7 separate regions of the Mus musculus genome follow, and all the other regions are linked to region 2. Evidence: chromatin contacts called from public HiChIP or PLAC-seq and promoter capture Hi-C data. All regions are on one chromosome and are shown on one strand. The core of a region is the stretch at or near the end of the contact, and the rest is flanking DNA. Distances in the headings are between cores, read along the strand shown. Region 1 has its middle 5.2 kb from the start of Gm34548. Region 2 holds the start of Ptpn22 (protein tyrosine phosphatase, non-receptor type 22 (lymphoid)). Region 3 holds the start of Dennd2c (DENN/MADD domain containing 2C). Region 4 holds the start of Mov10 (Mov10 RISC complex RNA helicase). Region 5 holds the start of Slc16a1 (solute carrier family 16 (monocarboxylic acid transporters), member 1). Region 6 holds the start of Tafa3 (TAFA chemokine like family member 3). Region 7 holds the start of Csde1 (cold shock domain containing E1, RNA binding).

Region 1 (2,712 bases), core at 62-2,561, 820 kb after region 2:
TCTCAAACCCACATTGGTTCTACCTTACCCTCTCAAGTGCTGGGATTACTGGTGTGAGCCATCATCACCATGCCCTGACGGGCATGCCTTTACCTACCTTACTCCTAAATTTGCAAACACCTCAGGGTAGTTTTGCAGCTGGTGAAACTGGAGTTGTGTTGGGTTAAGTCACTCTTGCTTATCAATGTCACGTGACCATTTGTGCATAAGCTAAGAAAAATCTTTTTTCCAGTAGTGAGGCCTGAACCCTGTCGCCAGGGCCTCTTAAGCAAATGCTGTCACTGAGCTGTGTACCCTTAGCTCCCTGACCTGAAATCTCCACCCCTTCACGCCTGACATTCATGACTGCTTCCCGGTGACCTTGTGTCCTGGATCCCTGCTTCTTATAGTCCTTCTTTCCCCTAGAGGCAGGCTCAGAAAGCTGTTTTCCTCTTACTCTTGTCTCGGGTCATTTGGCTGAGGAATTGCAGCTGCCTGGGCGGGGCTGGATGGTAGAGGTGTCTGGATCCGCAGAGAGGAAGCGACTGGAGTTCTCAAGAGTCCTGGGTTCACACTGACCCTTCCTGGTGTTCCCTGGCCCATTGCAGTCCTCCTGGGCATTGCCTAGGCTCCCCGTGTTTCTGCTTGCTTACACCCAGTCCTCAGGATGTCCTCTTCCCTTGCTAGAGCCTCAGCCTACGAGCCCGAAGCTCACATCCTGGGGGTTAATTTCTACCAACTCTAATGCCTTCAAATCCCAGGCTGAGCCTTCAGGCCAGGGTACAGCCTGCAGAGCTGACTCATGTGAAGTAGCTATTGGGTGACAAAGGTGAGAGTGGGCAGAAGCCTCCAGCTGCCCCTCCCATCCCTCCCCCCCCCCCCCAATCTGGGCTCCAAGCCACTGTCCCACGCAGCTTTCAGGGGGAAATGTCCTGATCTAAACTAAGACCAGTGCTATTTCCTGGGTCACAAGATCTCCACTGTGCCCCCTGGACAAATCTCGGTGACACCGGGTGCTTGAGCTGCATGGCTGGACAGGCTCCAGGCTTTGATGCAGCTTCTGCTTGAGGCGTTTACCCCAGCAGCTTGGCCAAGCTAAAGCAACCATTCATCCTGACTGTTTCCAAATGGGGGACTTCCTCTGATGGGAAGATCGTCTGATTCTAATGGGGTCTACATCTTGCCTTAAGTGCTGCTCCTAGAAGACACTAGCGCCAGCCCCCTGGGAGTAGAAACTGTCTACTCCCTCCCACCTACACCTCTGGAGAAATCCACGCACCCACCCTCACACCCCAGTACTGCGGTCATTCCTAACACAACACACCCCAGTGACCGCAAACATCCTCCCTCCTACACACAGCTGGACCTGATCTACAGAGGCGTTAATTCCTCAGGACCTGAACAGCGGCTGTTCCAAGTCCAGGGAGACCTCACGCCGACCTTCAAGGAACAAGAGAGGGGCCCGTCGCTGGACACCCAGGATGGTCTCCGCCCACCCTCTTTCCCATCAAAGCCTTTTCTCCGACATAGCTCCGTAGAGACAGTTCAGGCCCTTACGTGGCAGTGTGCGGCGCCCTCGTGTGGCCCATAGCCACCCAGCACGCTGGCCCCCTGGACCTTAGCTTTACCTCGGCTCCCCTGGCACACCTAGGTGTCCCCTCCCCCATCCGCTCCCCCCAGCTGTCCCCACCGGATGTCAGAACTCCACCTATTCCTGTACGGTGGCTTCCTGTCGGTCAGACCAGGTTAACCTGCTCTTTCCATTAATAGGAGGCTTTGAGAGTCTGGAGCAGGAATCCTGCCACGCTTAGCAGATGCCCTGCTGAAGTGAATTTCCTCATGTGTCTGTCTCCCTGCCCACTCTGAAAGGGCTTCGTCTAGGAAGTGAAAGAAAGGAAAACAAAAACAAAATTACAAAACCAGAGTAAGTTCGCAAGAAAACCAGAGTCACCCATCATCAACTGGGCTTTGACAATTTATCCACCGGAGGGAATGCGAGCTGACTTTCAAGCGTTAAGATTTATGGGAGGCTATTGGTACTGGGCACATAGCTAAGGCAAAGATAAGTCAATCATGCTTAGTGGAGCCAAAACCAGGTTGTTTACCAACCTTCACTGATGATAGTGACGATGATGATGATGGCAAAAAGAGAAATAGCTGTAATTCCAAGTAAGCCAGTTTAGCTGTTATGAATAGGAAATCCCCTTTGGGCTAACCTGTACAAGCCCAGTTAACCTATCTTTGTGAGGTTTTTTTGTTTTTTGTTTGTTGGTTTGTTTGTTTTGTCTTTTTGTTTTTTGAGAAAGGGTTTCTCTGTATAGCCCTGGCTGTCCTGGAACTCACTTTGTATACCAGGCTGGCCTTGAACTCAGAAATCCGCCTGCCTCTGCCTCCCGAGTGCTGGGATTAAAGGCATGCGCCACCACGCCCGGCTTCTATGTGAGTTTTTGTTGTTTTTTTGTTTTTGTTTTTGTTTTTGAGATGGTCTCACGATGCAGCAGCCCTGGCCAGCTTGGAACTAACAGAGATCTACCTACCTTTACCTCCAGAGTTCTGGGATTTAAAGAGTGCCACCTTTTGATTGGCTGATTGATTATTTGATGCTGGGAACTGAACTCATATCAGAGTCTTAGTCACTCTTCTGCTGTTGGCATTGAACACCCCCCCCCCCACAGCACCCCCACCCACCCCCCACCCATCCACCCCCCACCCTGCTGCCTCAAGCAAATCTGC
Region 2 (2,700 bases), core at 75-2,574:
ATGAAGAGGGTGCAGCGTGTTTTGTGTTCAAAATCATGATTTTCTGAAGGGAGTTTGAATAGTGTAAAACCAGAAAGGGTTGCTAATATCTTAATAGAGGAAGTCCAAACTACACCTTTCCCAGTTTTTTTTTTTAACTTGAAACTAATTTTGTAACATTCTGTTTACTGAACTTCCTCATTTGCAAGGGTTTTCACACTGAATTAGATCTTGAGTGGATTTGTGCCCATCGAAGAGAGGATTTATGCAAACGGAGATGTGGAAGCATTCTCTGGAATAACCTGCCTTGTTAAGGCACTGATACCACAGATGTGGACGGCTCCCTGAAACGCGATCTTTTCTGAGATAGGCTCTGTAGGATCAAAATGTCAACATGTCTTCATGAATTCTTCAGCCTCTTTCATTCTTCCTCCCTCCCCTTCTGAGAGAGAGAGAGAGAGAGAGAGAGAGAGCGCTCACTTTGTTTCTCAGGTGTCTCAAACTCTGAGACTCAAGTGATCTTGCAGCTGGGGACAGTCCTGAGGAGCTGGGACTGCACCACCTCTCCTCAATTCTCTCCAGACAGGCTGACCTAGATAGAATCTGTATGGTTCTCAGCAAGCAATATTTTAGCTTTAGTTCCGTTTTGTCCTTTCGCTGTTTGCTAGCAGTGCGTTCTGGGGATATTGTGCTAACTGCCTCCCCGGTGCTTCCCATCCTGTGTAGAGCTGTACTCTCAGTGTTTGCAAAGCTACTGGAGGTCTGAAGAAGTACAGAGACCAACACTTCCCTTAATGAGGGCCAGTACTTCCCCAGTCACGGGTGAGATGGACCATCAGAAGCAGTGGACTTTGCTTCCTCTAAAAGAAAAACGTGAGGTTTATAATGGAAGCTTGACAAATTCTGAAACAAAATGCCCGCTTGATGAGCAGAGGTCTGCCATGATCATATCTATAGGAGACTTTGGGGATAATGGTCCGGGTCGGAGATAGGTAACTCCAGTGTTTGTCTCCTCTCCTGCAGCAGGGCATAGGTGGGCGTCACCCAGGCCTTTCTGCTCACTGGGATGTGAAAAGCTGAACTCACAGGTTAGTGCTGTACTTTCTGCCTTTCTTCTGGGAATGGAAGAACTGAGTGCTGTCTGAGACTGACAGCGTGGAACAGTCTCTGAGCTAAGCAGACCACAGTTTGTGTTCTGGTTAGCCTCTTGTTTGTTACATTTGAACAGTAGCCAAGTTTCTTTGTTGAGAAAGGAAGGCGCTAGGGCCCTGCAGGGAGATGATGGCTTTGTTGTGTGACCACAGAAGCTAGTTTTGTACTAATTTCCTCTAGGGCTTGTGATGAAGTCAGTAAACCACAGCCTCCAGCACGCTGTGCTCCTGCAGCAGCAGTGGCTTCTTGGTGCTGCCTTGGCCATGACACATATTTGACATGCCCTCCCTTAACCTACTCACAGACTCTTGCTCTGCGGCATGGACCAAAGAGAAATTCTGCAGCAACTACTGAAAGAAGCCCAGAAAAAGAAACTCAACAGTGAGGAGTTTGCCAGTGAATTTCTGGTGAGTTCTGGAATGCTCTGAAGAGTTCTTAGATAAACTGTGTAGCAGTCTGTGGTGGCCCAGTTTGCCTAGACGCAATTGCTGTAGGGATAACACGACCATGGAGTTTGGAGTGGAAGGGAGGAAGGCGACCTAAGAACATAACCTCTCTGGGCTTTGTTGTGTCTGTGCTCAGGGTTTTCTCCAGGTAGGCTGGTTTTAATGTTGGGTTTGCTTGTTCTTTTGAGCTTAATGGTCCTACAGAAGGTATAGACAGGTGTATGGATATTAATGCTTTCTGAACATCTGCAGAAAGCATTTGCATTGTGACATATGCTTCAGATTACTAATAAGAGTAGCTTTTCATGTTACGTGTTATTTTTAGCTTCCCTATAGGCTATCATTGGGATAACAGGGGTTTGAAAAACACCAAAAACTCTCATTTTGCCACTTTTTCTCCTATCCCTTTGAAAACAAGTTGATTATTAGAATAGGCATTTTCCTTTTTAACAATAGCTGGGCTTCTTTAACTTATATTGTCTGGAGAAGTGGGCTAGGGAGAGTGGGGAGTAGAGACACGTGAGAGACATGGAGAGCAAGGTAGCCTGGGAGCAGGTGGACTTGATTATCCAGAACTCAAATCCACTTAGAGGGAGCCATAGTTAACAGTGTAACAAAAGCTGGGCGGCCCATTTTCCATCCCTGTCAGGCACATCAGATAACATGGTATTTGACACACCTGTCATGCTTTTGGTTTTTGCTTAGTGTTTGTTTGTTTGTTTGTTTGTTTGTATCAGTATGTAGCTCTGTCTGGCCTAGAGCTCACTATGTAGATCAGGTTTGGCCTTGAACTTAAAAGATCCTCCTGCCTCTGCCTCACTGGGATCAAAGGCATGTACGACCACACCAACCTGCTGTGTTCTAAAAGCTTCTAATTGGTATTTCAGAACTGTAAGAATGTTAAGCCTTAGCCCTTCAGCTTTGAATTGAGAAAAATAAAGAACATCGACATGGTCATCATTCAAATTATCAAATATTTAACGTGTTCCCAAATCACCCTAACTCTTTGTTTTCTAGGTTAAAAAAATGAGGATAATAATTTATGTCCTATCTATCTCATTTTGGATTATTGTGATGATTATATCATTAATTATAATAATTAAATGAGAACAAGGTGTTTTGG
Region 3 (2,700 bases), core at 196-2,695, 760 kb before region 2:
TAAGACTCCTCTTCCCCATTCTTGAAGTTCAAATTGCTTTTCGGGGAATATTTATCAAGGACCTGATTTTATTTCATGTTGGCTTCCTAGTCACTAAAATAATACAAATTACTATGTATTATCTTCAGACTTAAAGGACACCTCTCACCATTAGGTGTAGCTCCATCCTACCCATGAGAGGGCAGTAGAACACATGCATGTTAATTAACGTTCATCTTGGAATTCAAATCTTCATCCTGCTAAAGAATCTTCGTGGATGCAAACTTCAAAATGTAAATCTTAAAAACGCTGTTTTAGTCCCGAATTTCACCTTGTACAACTATCTGTGATACTTTCCAAACAGACTAGATTAAATGCCACTTGTGTTGGCTCAGGACTATGCTTGCACCCCAGAAGCAGGGGTAGGAGGATAAGAAGTTTGAAAAATAATAAAGAACACACATGTCTACATTTAAAGACATACACATTAGGTAAGGGATCAATGGAGTTTGCAATGTATTCCAAACCATATTTACATTTATTTCCTCACTGGAGTATTTTAAAGGAATTGTCAATACTTCTCCCTCAGGTAGAAAGTAATCCTTTTACTGTCCCCACCTCATGTCCCCACCTCATAGCTTCACAAGGGATTGGGACTTTTTTTTTTTTTTCCAAGTCTTGGTTGAGTTGGCTGGTGACAGTCATCCGCGATGTGTAATTAAACACCTCTCTGTGGCAGTCTTCTATTTTGGTACCTCTGTGTGAACAAGCCAGGGAAGTTTGGTTACCAGACACAAGGTCGGATGGAGTGGGTGGGGTGGAGTGGGGCGGGGCGCGGTGAGGTGGGGCAGTTAGATCGTGCTGGGAAATAGGTTCCACTCATCCCAGTCTCGCAGAGTGAAACTGGGCTATTCTTGCAGCAGGCACAGAGCCATGTGCATACCTGAGCAAGATCGTGTGGTAGGGAGAATTTAAGCGTGAGTCTCAAGTGGGTGTGGCAACCCAGTCGGCACCCGGACTAGGCACCAAAGGCATCCGGCTTGTGATTCCAAACCCGGGGCCAGGTGCGTTATTGGCATCTCTTTACTAGCTGGCATTCCCGATGAATGTTTGCTCCCTGAGCTGCTTTGGGGTTTTCTTAAAGAAGTTGCTGTTTGGCTCCTCTGGTTCTACTAGGCTCTGCCTTGCTGTAAAGGTCTGTCTCGTGTAGTCGCACAGACCGTAGATCCGGAGATAGAGCTTTGGCTCCAGGCCTGGGCAGGGGCTGCACCGTGGAACCAGCGCGGTGCAGCGCACACTGGTACCCCAGCGCTGGGGGCGGAGAGACCGCCTGGCGTGGGTTCCGAGCCTTGAGGAGAGCCCTGGAAGGACAGAGCCTTACTGGGTGAGCTCGGGGGCGTGCCCAGGCAAAAGAGGGCGTGTCTTAGCCTGGAGGGCGGGGACTGCGGAACCTGTGGGGGCGGGACGAAGATGTGGGCGCTGGATCCCAGAGGCCACCGACGCGAGTCTGGGATCCCTGCGCGAGGCGGCGTCGCGGCCCAGGCAGGTAGGCGACGGGATGCAGCGAGGGAGTGGGGCCATGGGGCCTCTGCCGCTCAGCTGTTGGCGTCGCCCCATGGCGTCCCGTGTGTTCGTGGTCAGCCGAGAGCTGGGTACCTCGGGCCAGGGGAAGGCGGGTGTCAGCCTGCGAGCCGCGGGCGCGGTCGGGGGTGCAGGGCCGGGGAGCCCAGGCGCTCGCCGCCGCGAGGAAACGCGCCTATCAGGCGGTCTTGAACTTGGACGTGCCCGGACGGAGCACTTCAGACAAGCGGTAAAGCGTGTGTTCGCGCGCTTTGCTTCGGAACTACGGGGCAGGCACGATAGAGGAAGTCGTCAAGTAGTTTTTTAAGATAAAATTCCTACAGTGGGACTGGAGTAGGACTGTGGAGTAACCAGGAGAGAAGATGATGATTAGATTGTGAGTCAAAAGGCTTCGCTCTGGAGCTCAGAGCCGCAAACAAACCGTCACACCTCCGTCAGGGTTAACTCTAAGAGGTGTGTGTCCCCGGAGTGCAAAACTGGGACGCTCATGGGTTCTCATGTTCTGAGAGGAATGACAGTGTTCTACAAATGTCAGGCATTGTTGTTTGATACACACACACATGCACCCCGGAGCATGTGTAGTTTGTAAAACTACTAAGTGCCTAGTACAGTAGGCACCCTGGTAAACCTTTATCCCAAAGCTACTACTGATTCGCCTGTATTGTTAGAGAAAGTTCTAACTTCTGTTTACTATGTAAATAAGTTATCTAAGCGTCATTTCCACATAATCACCATTGTTTGAAGAGCAGAGCTATTCTTAACTGAGTCATGACATTTTCTAAAATAGCATGCTATCTGTATACCGTAGTGCAATCATTTACCATGAAGCTTGTACCAATCAGAAAATCTGTTACTTTGCCTTAGATTAGCTGAAGGTATTTCATAAAGTGAGCTGAGAGTACTGCCTCAAAACAAGACTTTTATTTTGCAAATTCAGGGGCTGCTTATAAAAAGATCTGAGTTCTCTAAAACAAAGTTAATGTGTGGCTGTGGCATTTGTACAGTTTTTATTATAGACATTTGTGTTCTCTACTTGTGTGTGTGTGTGTGTGTGTGTGTGTGTGTGTGTGTGTGTGTGTATTTTAGGGAGAGATGGGAAATTTAAAAAGGAATAGCAGTCTGTAACCATGAGGTTTCTAC
Region 4 (2,758 bases), core at 202-2,701, 960 kb after region 2:
TTCCTTCAGCATTTTCCTTACCATCCCAGGCGTCATTTCAGCCTGTTGTATGGCATACTATAGACTATGCTGTATGCATATCATACCTTGCGTACTGCATAGTTTTCATCTGTGTGTTCCCACAGTACCCAGCACAGGGTAGAGCATAATACAGGTCTTTGCCTCTATTTCAAGAAGCCACTCAACCCTTTTAATGTTCCTTTTAAGACATGTTCATGAATAACAGTAATATTCTGGTTAACGCGGACTCCTACCTTCTCCCCTAGCCTCAAGCTACACTATCATTATTAATTCCGTCTAAAACTCGCCCCAAATCACGTAACAGCAGCCATATCTCACCCATACTAGCATTTTGGTCAGTTGCAAGGCAAATCTCTCAAAATCTGTTAAGGCCCAATCCCATTCCCCTGCTTACTAGTGCACCTCTTTACACTCATCCCAGCTAAATTGCTTCTCCGGCTTCCATCCATAGCAGCAGCCTGTTGCTAGAGGTGTTCGTCTATGGTTTGACAGAAGTCTCTTTGATTTTTTTACTTGGGTGGTAACAGGAAAAGGAAACCAAATATCTTCAGCCATAGGGAAAAGGGGCCTCTAGGAGGCTGTCCCTGGCCCCGAGTCTCCATGGAGAAGCCACAGGTGCTAAGGGAGGTTTGATTGCCTACGCAGTTTGTGTTCTTTTCTCCCTAAAGCTCCCCGAGATTCTCCCGCCTACCCTGGGCCTCTTCAGCTCTCCCGCAGCGTGGACCCTGCAGGCAGTCCTCCCTTAACAAGGGGGCGGGGATCCCCGCTTGGCCCGCGCCTGCAGCGCCTTCCCTGTGGGACTCCCCTCCCCCACCATCGAGCCCCGACCACCGCGAGCCGCGCGTGGGCACCGACCCCTCCCCGCCGGGCTGGGCTGTGCAGAGCGGGCGGGCTACGGGTGGCGCTGGCTGGGCGTGGGCAGACGACGGAGTAGGTCTGCCAGGACCGGACCGGCCTGATCGGCCCCGGGCTGCATCCCTGTGCACCCGCGGCGGGAAGGTGGCCCCACCACCCGGGGCGCTGGCCCCGCGTCTTGGGGCCCGTGGTGGGCCGGCCCGTACCTGGGCTTGAAGTCGTGGTTGTAAATCGTCCGCAGCCGCTCACGATCTGTCTCCAGGTCCAGTCCACGTTCGGCCAGAAAACTCTCGAACCTCTGGCCGGTCTCCCGGAGCTTTCGGCAGCTGAACTTGCTAGGCATCGCGGCGGCGGCGGCTGCGGCCCAGGCAGGAGGGTCCGCGGAAATGAAACTGAAAGTCGCCGCCGCGGTTTAGAGTTGGCTGGTCTGGGGTGAGGGTGCAAAGGGGAAAAGCCCCCTACCTCTGACGTCTGCTCCGGCCAGCCACCTTCTCCCCGACTGCCTCCCCTCCTCCGTCCTTCTCCTACCTGAGCCTTCCTTTCGGTCTCTTCGTCCTATCCCCTCCCCCCCTTCACATTAACTCTTTCCTAAGGAGTCTGACCCCTCCCTCAGGGCCCTCCCCTTACCCCGAGCTCCCTCCCCTGGCAGCGAGCCAGGATCCGAACGTGGATATCGCCTGGGGCCCCCTAAACAGCCCGGAGGACCTTGGAGCCTCAGCTAGGGCTACTCCCACGCCCACTCTCCAGAGCCTCGGGACATAGAAAAGCTGCAGAGCAAAGGGCAGAGCCCCGGACATGGGTCGGCTGCAGCTGGACTGGGGCCGCTCGTCCAGCACCTCCCCCAGACTGCCAGGGACATAAACCAGTACGGAAGCGAGCGGCACGCCCCCTCCCCCATTCCCTCCCTCCTCTGGCTTTCTGATACAGAGGAAGGCAGAAGTCAAAGTTGTGTGTGTGTGTGTGTGTGTGTGGGGAATGGATGGAGGGAGAGCAAGTGTCTCTATAGATAAAGGGGTGTGCGTGTGGGAGAGAGGGACAAGAGCTTCTGCCAAGACCCAGTCCTTGCTTTTCTGGGTCACACAGGCTTCATAATACTTCAAGGTTGGAGATTCTTGCTCTTGAGCTATGCATTTGGGCACTCGGTTTGTGTTACTCTTCACTACTTATTGGCAGTAAATCATGATTGCCCAGCCAGTCAAAAAAACATTAGCACCTAGAGAGCCAGGCGTGCTAGGCAATAAATGGTTAACACTGACAACATTAGTACCAGGAAAAGAAGTAGACCAATATGCTTAGGCAAACTAAGGGGTGGGGCTACTATAACAACAAATGTAAAACAAGCCTTCTGCACCTATTTATCCCCTGGAATGAAACTAAAAAACAAAAACAAAACCCAAAACAAACAAACCCCATACACACTACAATGAGAAAGTGAGAAAGGCTTAATCTACCAGAATTCCACATGTATCAAAGTTACTGTTCTCCAAGGTTCCTTATAGGCAGCAACAGTCTAACCCAGGGTAGGGAATGCCCTGAACAGGGTCAAGTTCCCCCTTGGTTAACTACTCCTAAGCCAAGAGTATGCTATGCAGTCAGGAATGGAGACTACAGGAACAGGGAAATCTTACGTCCTAGAAATTGATGTAAACTCGAGGGAAAAACTAGGAGTAGCCAGATGCTTAACACCTCCAGACCTTCCCATCCACTTTATATGATGCAGGCTCAGAGAAGATAATAGACTTCTAAAAAGTACTGTTGTTTTGGGGCACAGTGGTCCAAGCCTGTAATCCCACTTCTTGAGAGTCTGAGGAAGGTCTACTAAGAGTCTGAGCCACTTTGGGTTACACAGCAGGACAGTCTCAAAAACAAAATTGCTATTCTT
Region 5 (2,700 bases), core at 108-2,607, 780 kb after region 2:
GAAGCAAAACCAGGCGGATCTCTTGAGTTTGAGGCCAGTCTAATCAACGTTACAAGTTTCAGGCCAGCCAAGAGAATACATAATAAGGCCATGTCTCAAAACACAAAATTAAACAAATAATCTTAGCGGTAGGGAGACAGAGGCGGGTTGATTTTTTTTTTTTTTTCATGTTTGCTCTCTTAGTTCGAAGCCAGCCTGATCTACATGATGAGTTCCAGGCCAGGTGGAGCTATACACACACACGAGGCTATCTCAAAAAAAAAAAAAAAAAAAAAAAAAAAAAACAAGAAATCAAAAACAACCAACCAAATACCCATCTCGTAATAATAAAAATATCAAGGGTCCTGGCCATCAAGAGTACTCACTAGTTTACCACTTCAAGACACTTTGGAATCTGGGCTTGGTGAAGAACCGAAAATGGCTCTTGTGACACCAGGCTCTGTGGCTTTGACTTTAAATGTTGGCGACTTCCTAGCCTGGTGACTTCTGCCAGTTAACCTCGTGAAGCCCGGGGTTCCTTAGTTACAAGATCTTCTTGGCACCTAATACGGTTGTGAAGATCATACAAGATAATTCTGGTACAGTGCTTACTTAGCATGCAACTGTCCTAATCCCACTAGCCATAATCCCGACCCGTCCCCCAAATCCAGTGTTCATAAACTTCTGGCCTAAGAGCATGCTCATATCAGCGTTTCCAACGTACACACTCTCTGCCCCGGGGCCAGTTTCTCCTGACCGGCTTGTCCTTAAACTAAGCGTTCATCAAATGCCACAGGTCAGGCTCTGTGACGAGATACTTGCGTAAAATCGCACATTAAACTTCCTAACGCCTCCATAGTGGCTGATGTAGCGCAAGGAAACAGGCCCGGAGGGTTCCAGCAACTTCCCAGGGTCCCCGAGCCCGGGTTCCAGGCCCACATCGGAGTCTACCAGTGTCCGTCCATTCAAAATGCTGTTCAGTCCCCGGACTCCGACGGTCCATCGCCTTCGCCCTCTGCACCTCAGGGTCCGCCCTCAGGGCAGTTTTTTTTTCCCCTTTTCTCCTCCAGAGCCTGAGGGGTGAGGCCCACGATGGCGTCCCCGGCACGCGCCAAAAGAAGCTACCCCCTCAGAGCGCTGATAAGGATGTGCGGGGTCTCCGGGCCGCGGCGCCGGGTCACGTGGCGGGAAGGGGGGCGCCGGCGCGCGCGCCCGAGCGAGCGAGCGGGCACGCGCAGCCCGCAGCGTGTGGAGGCGCGAGATGCCGAGCTGGGAGTATGTATGGCAGGGAGGGGGCGGCGGCCGGGAAGGCCGACTCCACCCCCTGTGCGCATGCTCCGGCCCCCGCGGGTTATAAGGCAGCCGCGCCTGCCCCGCCAGACAAAGTGGCGAGCTGCGACGTGACTGGTCGGTCGTGTAGGTGCAGCAGCCAAGGAGCCCGGCGGCGGGCAGGGGACACGAGCGGGACCCCCCCGGCTCCGAGGAACTGCGGCCCGCGCCGCCGCGTCACGCATACTCCGGGCGCCGCGAGACACACATAACGGTTAGTCCGGGCTGAGCGGGCAGCGCGCGGCACGGAATCCGCGGTGCCCTTGGTGCCCCGGTGGGGTCGCGGAGCCCCGCGGGCACGCGGGGACTTTCCTCCCTGGGGCAAGGGTCGGGGCGAGCGACGCGGCATCCTGGGCGCGCGGAGCCGCGTGGCCCGGAACGTGGCGTGGGTGAAGGGGACCTTGAGGCGCTGGGCACAGCGTCTCTCCCGGCCGAGCTGCGGGCCCGTGGTCAGGTGGCGGCCGCCGGGCTGCGGGAGTCGGGTCATGGTGCCCGGTGACCTTGGGGGAGACGCTTCCAGCGCTGCCTACTCTAGGCGCCTGGAGAGATGCTTAGGTCGGGAAGAGGGACGACCTGAGGCCGCTTCACGTGGTGCACTCCTGCCGCCTTCTGCTGGGGCGGGAGTTACTTAGGACTCGTGGCATACCCGCCCAGCCTCCCCGGTCTGCCAATCGGTGTCCCACCAGGTGACTTGCTAGAGTGGTGTGAGGAATGTGAGGAGCTGCATTGCGGACCGCCGGTACAAGACTACGGGGTTCGAGTGAACTTTGAGGAAGGGGCTCTTTATGGTCCAACCTGTGGCTTCGGCGCGTCTGCCGCGGGCACGGGGTCCCAAGGCATCCCTGTGGAGCAGATTTAAACGTCCTTATATTTGGTCAGAGCACACTTTCTGGGCCAAGTACATCCCTTTGCCGAGTACATTTTAGCTTTTCTTTATGATGGCGTTTTTGGTGCAACCAGCAGTTACGAAAACTAGCGTCTGATCACTCAACCAGGAAACGCACGTGTTACTACTTCAGTCTTTTCCCGTTTTCCAGTGGCTCATTATAAACTGGCGGGCTACTGCTAGTAGTTACACAGTGACAAACTACTTTTGTTTTTTTTTACCCATAACTAATTTTGAAATCTTAAGGCGTCATTCCGCTTAGGCTCGGGGTGTGTTGCTCAGTGGCATGAGTACCTACCTGCCTGGCCTACCATGCCTGAGGCTCCAAAGTTTGATCGTCGGCATTGAAAAAAAATTACTTTGGTTTTAAATGAGTATATGCTGATGTGTGAGATTAGTAATTGTACGAGAGTTTGGGAAAGGGTGGATGGGAATTAAATCAAGCAGGGTGGGTTTTTGTTCTCGTGTTTTGCTTGTTTTTCTCAGCTGAATAAGAGACTCTTGAA
Region 6 (2,700 bases), core at 24-2,523, 920 kb after region 2:
AGTGAAGCAGGGGTGGGAGGGTCTAAGAATCGGTGCTGTCATCTTTCTGGTCTTGGGATAGAGCTAAGGTCAGAAAAGGGGGTGGAGTCTGCCAGCTTTGTCCCAGAAGAGACCGCTGGGGAAGAAGCCCCAGGTCTCCCAGTTCTGTGTCTCCCTCCACCTCTAACCAACCCATCCTGAGCCTTGCTTCCTGGACTCTTCTGAAACTGGCTGAATTCTGCTGCTGTGTCTCAGCCCCACCTCAGAGGGCTAGCCTTGCACGGCAACAGGTCTCTGCTTCCGTGCACAGCCCACAAGAGCTTCTCCACTCTCTGCCAAAGGCCTTTCCTCATTCAGTCCCCAGTGAGAAGTCAAACTGAAGCACATTGCTGGTGATCTGAGGGAGGGCCTATCGAGGGGAATGCAGGTGGGGGTGGAAGGTGTGTGGGGCCAGTCCCCTGGGCATGGGTGTGTCCCCACACTTCTAGATGAACCTCCTTTCTCATAAGTCTTCTTTCTCAGGCTATGCCAGGAACCCTCATTTTGACCATTGCAAATGCCATTCGTTCTTTTCTTGGGGACATCCTATTTCTGGTTGAGTTCTAACCGTGTCTGATCCAACACACACATTTCTCCTAGGTATTCCAGTGCTCAGAGAACCTGGAGAAGATGGGAGACTTGGGCTCTCTGGCGTTCTATTCATTCCCTCCTGGAAAGGTACAGGAGAAGGGAGTTTCTGGGATTTGTTCGTCAGCATCCATAGTCTGCCTCAGTTTCCTTGAGCTGTTTCCCCAATCCTTAATTCAGGCTAAGATGGGGCTGGGAGAGCAGCCTCCATAGCAACAAGAGGTCAACAAGAACCTTAAATCTTGCTTTTGCTTACTTCTGTTCCCTCTAGCATTTATTCTTACTCCTGGTACCCACCTGCTTCACAGCAGTGGCCCGGGTTCAACTTTCTGGCCTGAGGTCCTCGCTGCTTCTGAGCTTGGCATCTAGACTCTCCAAATCGGGCTCTTCGAGGGAGTGGCCAGCTTAGGTGTTGTCTGGTTTTGAGCTCTGTCCGCGATAGATCGTCAAAGTTGTTGCGCCCGAGGAGAGCAGGGGCTCTGGCTAAGCTGGAGTCTCCGGCTTAGAGCACCTAGATGCTCTGGTCCAGCACCCACCAGTTCTGCGGGGCTAGGCCGGGTCCTCCCGAGCTTTCGGTCTGCAGGTTGAGGAGCGCGCAGCCGCTAGACTGGGAGTCGTTCTCGCTACTCCAGCCTTTGCGGGCACCGCCGGCTTCTTCGAAACTGTGTGGGGGTGCTCTGCGGGGAACCTGGGCACAGCTGGCCCGCAGCGGCCTCTTGTGGCGCACAGCAAGTCAGGAATAGAAGCCCACCGACTCTCTTTTCAGGGACAGTTCCTTGAGCAAAACACATCAATTATAGCAGGTCACTAAAACTTTCAGGAATGTGGCCCCTAGTCTAGTAGTTCAAGGAGGTAGGTGGTATTTTGGGATGGGGATAGGCGTTGCATCTGGGAGTAGTATTCATTTAGACCAGCAGTAGGCTGTTACTTAAATCCGAGCTCATTAAATCTTACAATTCAGTTCTTCAGACCTCGGACAGGGTTTCACACCTGTAATCCAGAATTTCGGAGACAAGGCAGGGGTTAAGTGTGAGACCCTATCTAAAACAAACAAAAAAAACAAACAAACAAGCATACATACATACAAACAACAATAAAACTCAAACCAAACCGAACAACCTTCTAAACCCAAACAAAGAAAGAAAAGCACAGCAGGGGTAGGGAGATGGGAAGGTAAGATTGCCTGAAAGTTTGAGGAAGTTTGGTCTGTATGGTTTACACAAGGTTCCAGACCTGCTAATGGCTACTTAGCCAGACCACATCTTCAAAGGAAAGAAAGAGAAAAGGAGGTGGTGTGTGTGTGTGTGTGTGTGTGTGTGTGTGTATAAAATCCAGTTCTTTGTTAGTACAATCAAGTGTTATTTAAGGTGCTTCCCAGGCACTAAAAGCAGACCACTGTATTAGAAGATTCTCAAGTTGCATAGTTTTTGGTTTTTTTTTCTTTGTTTTGTTTTGTTTGTTTGTTTGTTTGTTTTACCACAGGGGTTCCCGGCTGCCACCCGGGAAGGATAGTAAATACTTTCAACGGGCTGGAGAGATGGCTCAGCAACCACACGATGGCTCACAACCATCTGTACAGCTGCAGTGTACACATATACATAAAATAAATAAATAAATATTTAAAAAAATATACTTCCAGCACAGAAGTGCTGCCCTCCTGCGTGGGAGGACCAAGGGTAGTACCGGGGTGGAGAACCAGGCTGCAAGGTTTCACCAGGCATGAATGGCCCTGTGGATAATGGGTGTGACTCTCACCTTGGAAACCAAATCTGAGGTTTCTAGTATCTTCATCAGAAAGACAGTCAATAGTCCCAACAACAAAAATACGACAGGTTCATGTTTTGGGCTCATTAAACACTTGAGGGTAGAAGTGTGCTGTGACTCTGCCTCTTCCCAGCAGAGGTGTATGTACCTGTTAGAGTAAGGAAGGTTTGGGAACGTAATAGTGTGGGGGAAACAAAGAAGGACCCTGCTTCTGGATCCTGAGCATACAGCCCGGGACGGGGCGCTCCCTCTCTCTGGATCTCTCTTTCCAGGGTGCTGAGAATTGAATTCAGGTTATCAGGCTTGGCACTTTTGCCTGCTAAGCCATTC
Region 7 (2,716 bases), core at 155-2,654, 840 kb before region 2:
ACTGTAATCTGCAAAGCAAGACTGAGAACCAGTTTGCAAACTCCAAACTTCATCTCCATGTCTGACGTCAAAGGGCTCTTCAGATCTTAACTCCTTTCAGCTTTGCAGGTATCTCATGGCTCTGGCTTTTCCAATACTGGGGTCTCCAATACACACACACACACACACACACACACACACAGAGTGGGGGGACAATATTCATATTTGTTGCTTATTTTATTTTATTACATGTAATTTGTTCCCCTGAAAGCCCTACCTATGTCTACAGAGGTCTGCAGTTTCTCTGAATAACCAACTGAAAGTATGGGTAAGAAGTACACTTGGCAGGTTGTGGTGGCACGCCCCTTTAATGCCAGGCCAGGAGAAGGGGGGGGGGTATCTCATGAGTTCTAGGCCAGCTAGATCTACACAGCAAGTTCTGGGTGAGTCCCTGTCTCTCCCCCGCAAGGAAAGTACACCAGGATGAGAATGTTCTCCTCTCCCACAGAAGCAGGAAATAGATGGGAGTGTCCTCAGGGAGCTACCCTTTACCCAAAATGGTTAAGAGGACCACTGAAGTTGGGCATGGTTGTCCACACTTTTAATCCCACTAGGCTGAAGCAGGCAGATTTCCCAGAGTTCCAGGGCAGCATGTGCTACATGTGAGACCCTGTCTCAAAAAACAAACAAAAATAAAAAACCAACAAGATAGTAAAAGTAAAGTAATTGTTTTCTAGATTATTGACAGGGCAGCCTAAATAACTTTGCAATGGTTAGATCTAACCATTCCACTCCTCTACTCCAGTCAGGTGAATTATGCTTTTAGCCTGCTTTCAGCCTTTTAAATACTTATTCAGACTGACACACTACAAAAATCTTCTGGTAACTGAAACGGACAGTTAAAGTGGTTTGGGGAATTTTAGATTTTATTGATAATACAGCCTCGCTTATTTTTGTCTGTCGCAAGCAATGTAGTTTCTGGAAGACAAAAGCTTTACAAATTACTTTGTTAAAAACTTTTCTCTAAAGCAATGAAATCCCTTCTAATGTAGGAGACAGGAGAAAGCCTGTCCCGTGACTAAAGAGAAACTGCGATTTGGACTCCTGGATTATGGCTGAGGAAAGTGAAATCTTTTTATTCACGACACTCCCGGATCTGCCCTCAGAACTGTTCCTACTTCATAAGGCCTTCCTACTCAAGCCTCGTCGCTGAAAGCTTTCGGGCTCGCGAACACCGGGTGAACGCCTAAATTCACCCTTCGCCCCGCCCCCAGCGTCGCAGCAGAGTCACTAAACGCAGAGATTGCTTCTGGCACTACCCAGGGGCGAACGTAGAGAAGAAGAGTCACCGGCTTGCGTGTGGCTAAACGCAGGTCAGCGGCTGGCGTCACTCAGCCCTCGCGCGCAAGCGTACTAAGAGCACGCTCCCCCCACCTTCCCGTGCACGCGCTCGGAGCCTGCAACTCTCGCGAGAGAAGCGAGATTTATTCCTACGTACCGGGCCGTGCTGCTTATGGCGGCGCTGGAGAGGGGGCGCTGAGCTGTTGGGGTGAGTACGACCTCAGTGTTAAAGTGGGGGTAGCAACGAGCCAGGTTAAAGACAGCTGAGGAGACTCAGGTTAACGGGAGGGACCTCTGAGTGTCAGAGTGGGCACTCCTAGAATTCCGGATGGAGGAGAGTTCAGTGTGAGTTCCTACTCCAGGCGTCCCTTTTTCACCCTGGCTTCAACCGTCTCGGCCTCAGGGCCGGCCGCGAAGCCTTAGTGAGGAGGTGAGGCCAGGGGGTGCGGGTAGCGGCGGTGTCGGTGTCGGTGTCGGTGACTGAAGTGGGGGGAGGGAGCGAAAATGGAAACTCCGACCGCAGCCAAGATGGAGGCAGAGGGTGCGGGGCTCGGGCGCGAAGGCTGCCGGGAGCTGTAGTCCGTCCTCTTCCCCCTCTGCGGCTTGGCGGGGGAAAGGGAACTACAAGTCCCGGCGGGAGGGGTGAGGGGGTGGTGGCGCGGTCCTTTGTGTGCAGCTGGAAGAGGCCGGGGAGAAGGGCCTGTTCTTTTTTTCGGGACCTTGTCTGTCTTGGCCGTCACTGGCTTTGGGGATACTACTACGACTACCAGAGCGCAGTGCGGCAGTGGCGCCTTCTTTGTGTGTGGGTTGAGACCCTGTTCCATCTAGGGAAAGTGCTGCGGGACACCTCTGTTCCCTCAGCCACATCTGACCCTAGCGCGGCGGAATTGACACCTTTACTCACATTCTCTTGTGGCTGGGTCTCCACACCTAACTGTCCTTTGGCATTTGAAAAAGGAGTCGGGCCCCGTTCTAGGCACGTGTCTCCCACCTTTCTGTCTGGGGTAAATGGCATGCGTTAGGAGAGTTCCGTGATGCCCTCCCTCCGTGGTGCAAGCGCTGGCCTACATTGTGCAATGAATGGCTTGGCTTTGTCATGTATCTATCTAGTGTGAGAGCCCCAGTCGGAGAGCAAATTAAATTGGAAGATTTGACCGTCGAACGTTTCAACCATACCCAATCTTAGTGCCCCGGTTCTTTTGCTTTAAAGAGTTAACCTTAGAAACACCTTTGTGGCTGGTCTCCAACCTGACTCACAGGTGAGCAGGGAGTACTCCTTAACACTTTCCACTGCAGAAAACATTCTGAACATTATTAAACCACTTAGTTTCCTTGTTCTGCAACTAAAATGAGCAAAAAGATAGTGCTGTTTAAGCAGTTGAGGAGGACGGGCAGA

What was found. Promoter capture Hi-C pulls out the DNA fragments that hold promoters and counts their contacts. HiChIP or PLAC-seq counts read pairs in DNA pulled down with a chosen protein or histone mark.
Region 1: a contact with region 2 is called in a promoter capture Hi-C map of hippocampal neurons, with 2.7 times the contacts expected there. The contact joins the enhancer-like site here to the promoter of Ptpn22 in region 2. A contact is called at or near these places in 4 of 39 promoter capture datasets (the C10 cell line, hippocampal neurons and stem cell-derived epiblast-like cells), 2 of 15 datasets of contacts at CTCF or cohesin (large pre-B cells and pro-B cells), 2 of 115 datasets of contacts at active chromatin or transcription factors (large pre-B cells and memory CD8 T cells) and 1 of 9 other capture datasets (adipose tissue).
Region 3: a contact with region 2 is called in a FOXA1 HiChIP or PLAC-seq map of pancreatic cancer cells. The contact joins the promoter of Dennd2c here to the promoter of Ptpn22 in region 2. A contact is called at or near these places in 2 of 39 promoter capture datasets (both in liver) and 2 of 115 datasets of contacts at active chromatin or transcription factors (memory CD8 T cells and pancreatic cancer cells).
Region 4: a contact with region 2 is called in an H3K4me3 HiChIP or PLAC-seq map of the 230-238 cell line, with 4 times the contacts expected there. The contact joins the promoter of Mov10 here to the promoter of Ptpn22 in region 2. A contact is called at or near these places in 3 of 39 promoter capture datasets (the C10 cell line, liver and pre-B cells), 1 of 484 Hi-C or Micro-C datasets (B cells) and 2 of 115 datasets of contacts at active chromatin or transcription factors (the 230-238 cell line and memory CD8 T cells).
Region 5: a contact with region 2 is called in an H3K4me3 HiChIP or PLAC-seq map of pro-B cells, with 5 times the contacts expected there. The contact joins the promoter of Slc16a1 here to the promoter of Ptpn22 in region 2. A contact is called at or near these places in 3 of 39 promoter capture datasets (the C10 cell line and embryonic stem cells), 2 of 484 Hi-C or Micro-C datasets (CD4 T cells and regulatory T cells), 3 of 115 datasets of contacts at active chromatin or transcription factors (large pre-B cells, memory CD8 T cells and pro-B cells) and 1 of 9 other capture datasets (pancreatic islet).
Region 6: a contact with region 2 is called in a promoter capture Hi-C map of pre-B cells, with 4 times the contacts expected there. The contact joins the promoter of Tafa3 here to the promoter of Ptpn22 in region 2. A contact is called at or near these places in 4 of 39 promoter capture datasets (hippocampal neurons, liver and pre-B cells) and 2 of 115 datasets of contacts at active chromatin or transcription factors (T-cell acute lymphoblastic leukemia and memory CD8 T cells).
Region 7: a contact with region 2 is called in a promoter capture Hi-C map of the HPC-7 cell line, with 2.7 times the contacts expected there. The contact joins the promoter of Csde1 here to the promoter of Ptpn22 in region 2. A contact is called at or near these places in 4 of 39 promoter capture datasets (the C10 cell line, the HPC-7 cell line and cranial neural crest) and 1 of 115 datasets of contacts at active chromatin or transcription factors (memory CD8 T cells).

The regions. Positions count from the first base shown.
Region 1 is chr3:104,674,035-104,676,746 of GRCm38.p6, forward strand. No RefSeq gene overlaps it. Among named protein-coding and RNA genes, the nearest start is that of Gm34548, 5.2 kb to the right of the region's middle. Within about 2 kb of position 1,312, at least 184 of the 459 cell types and tissues checked have an H3K27ac peak or open chromatin away from gene starts, as enhancers often do. A contact at or near this core is called in adipose tissue, hippocampal neurons, memory CD8 T cells and 1 more, where this site is marked.
Region 2 is chr3:103,858,953-103,861,652 of GRCm38.p6, forward strand. It overlaps Ptpn22 (protein tyrosine phosphatase, non-receptor type 22 (lymphoid)), which reads left to right and starts at 1,325. Exons shown (of 21, transcript NM_008979.2): 1 at 1,325-1,538. The coding sequence starts at 1,452.
Region 3 is chr3:103,101,214-103,103,913 of GRCm38.p6, forward strand. It overlaps Dennd2c (DENN/MADD domain containing 2C), which reads left to right and starts at 1,446. Exons shown (of 19, transcript NM_001384113.1): 1 at 1,446-1,525.
Region 4 is chr3:104,816,854-104,819,611 of GRCm38.p6, forward strand. It overlaps Mov10 (Mov10 RISC complex RNA helicase), which reads right to left and starts at 1,452. Exons shown (of 20, transcript NM_008619.2): 1 at 1,083-1,452. The coding sequence starts at 1,219.
Region 5 is chr3:104,637,307-104,640,006 of GRCm38.p6, forward strand. It overlaps Slc16a1 (solute carrier family 16 (monocarboxylic acid transporters), member 1), which reads left to right and starts at 1,358. Exons shown (of 5, transcript NM_009196.4): 1 at 1,358-1,522.
Region 6 is chr3:104,776,274-104,778,973 of GRCm38.p6, forward strand. Tafa3 (TAFA chemokine like family member 3) reads right to left here and starts at 1,274. Exons shown (of 7, transcript NM_183224.3): 1 at 904-1,274.
Region 7 is chr3:103,019,142-103,021,857 of GRCm38.p6, forward strand. Csde1 (cold shock domain containing E1, RNA binding) reads left to right here and starts at 1,405. Exons shown (of 19, transcript NM_001161854.2): 1 at 1,405-1,528.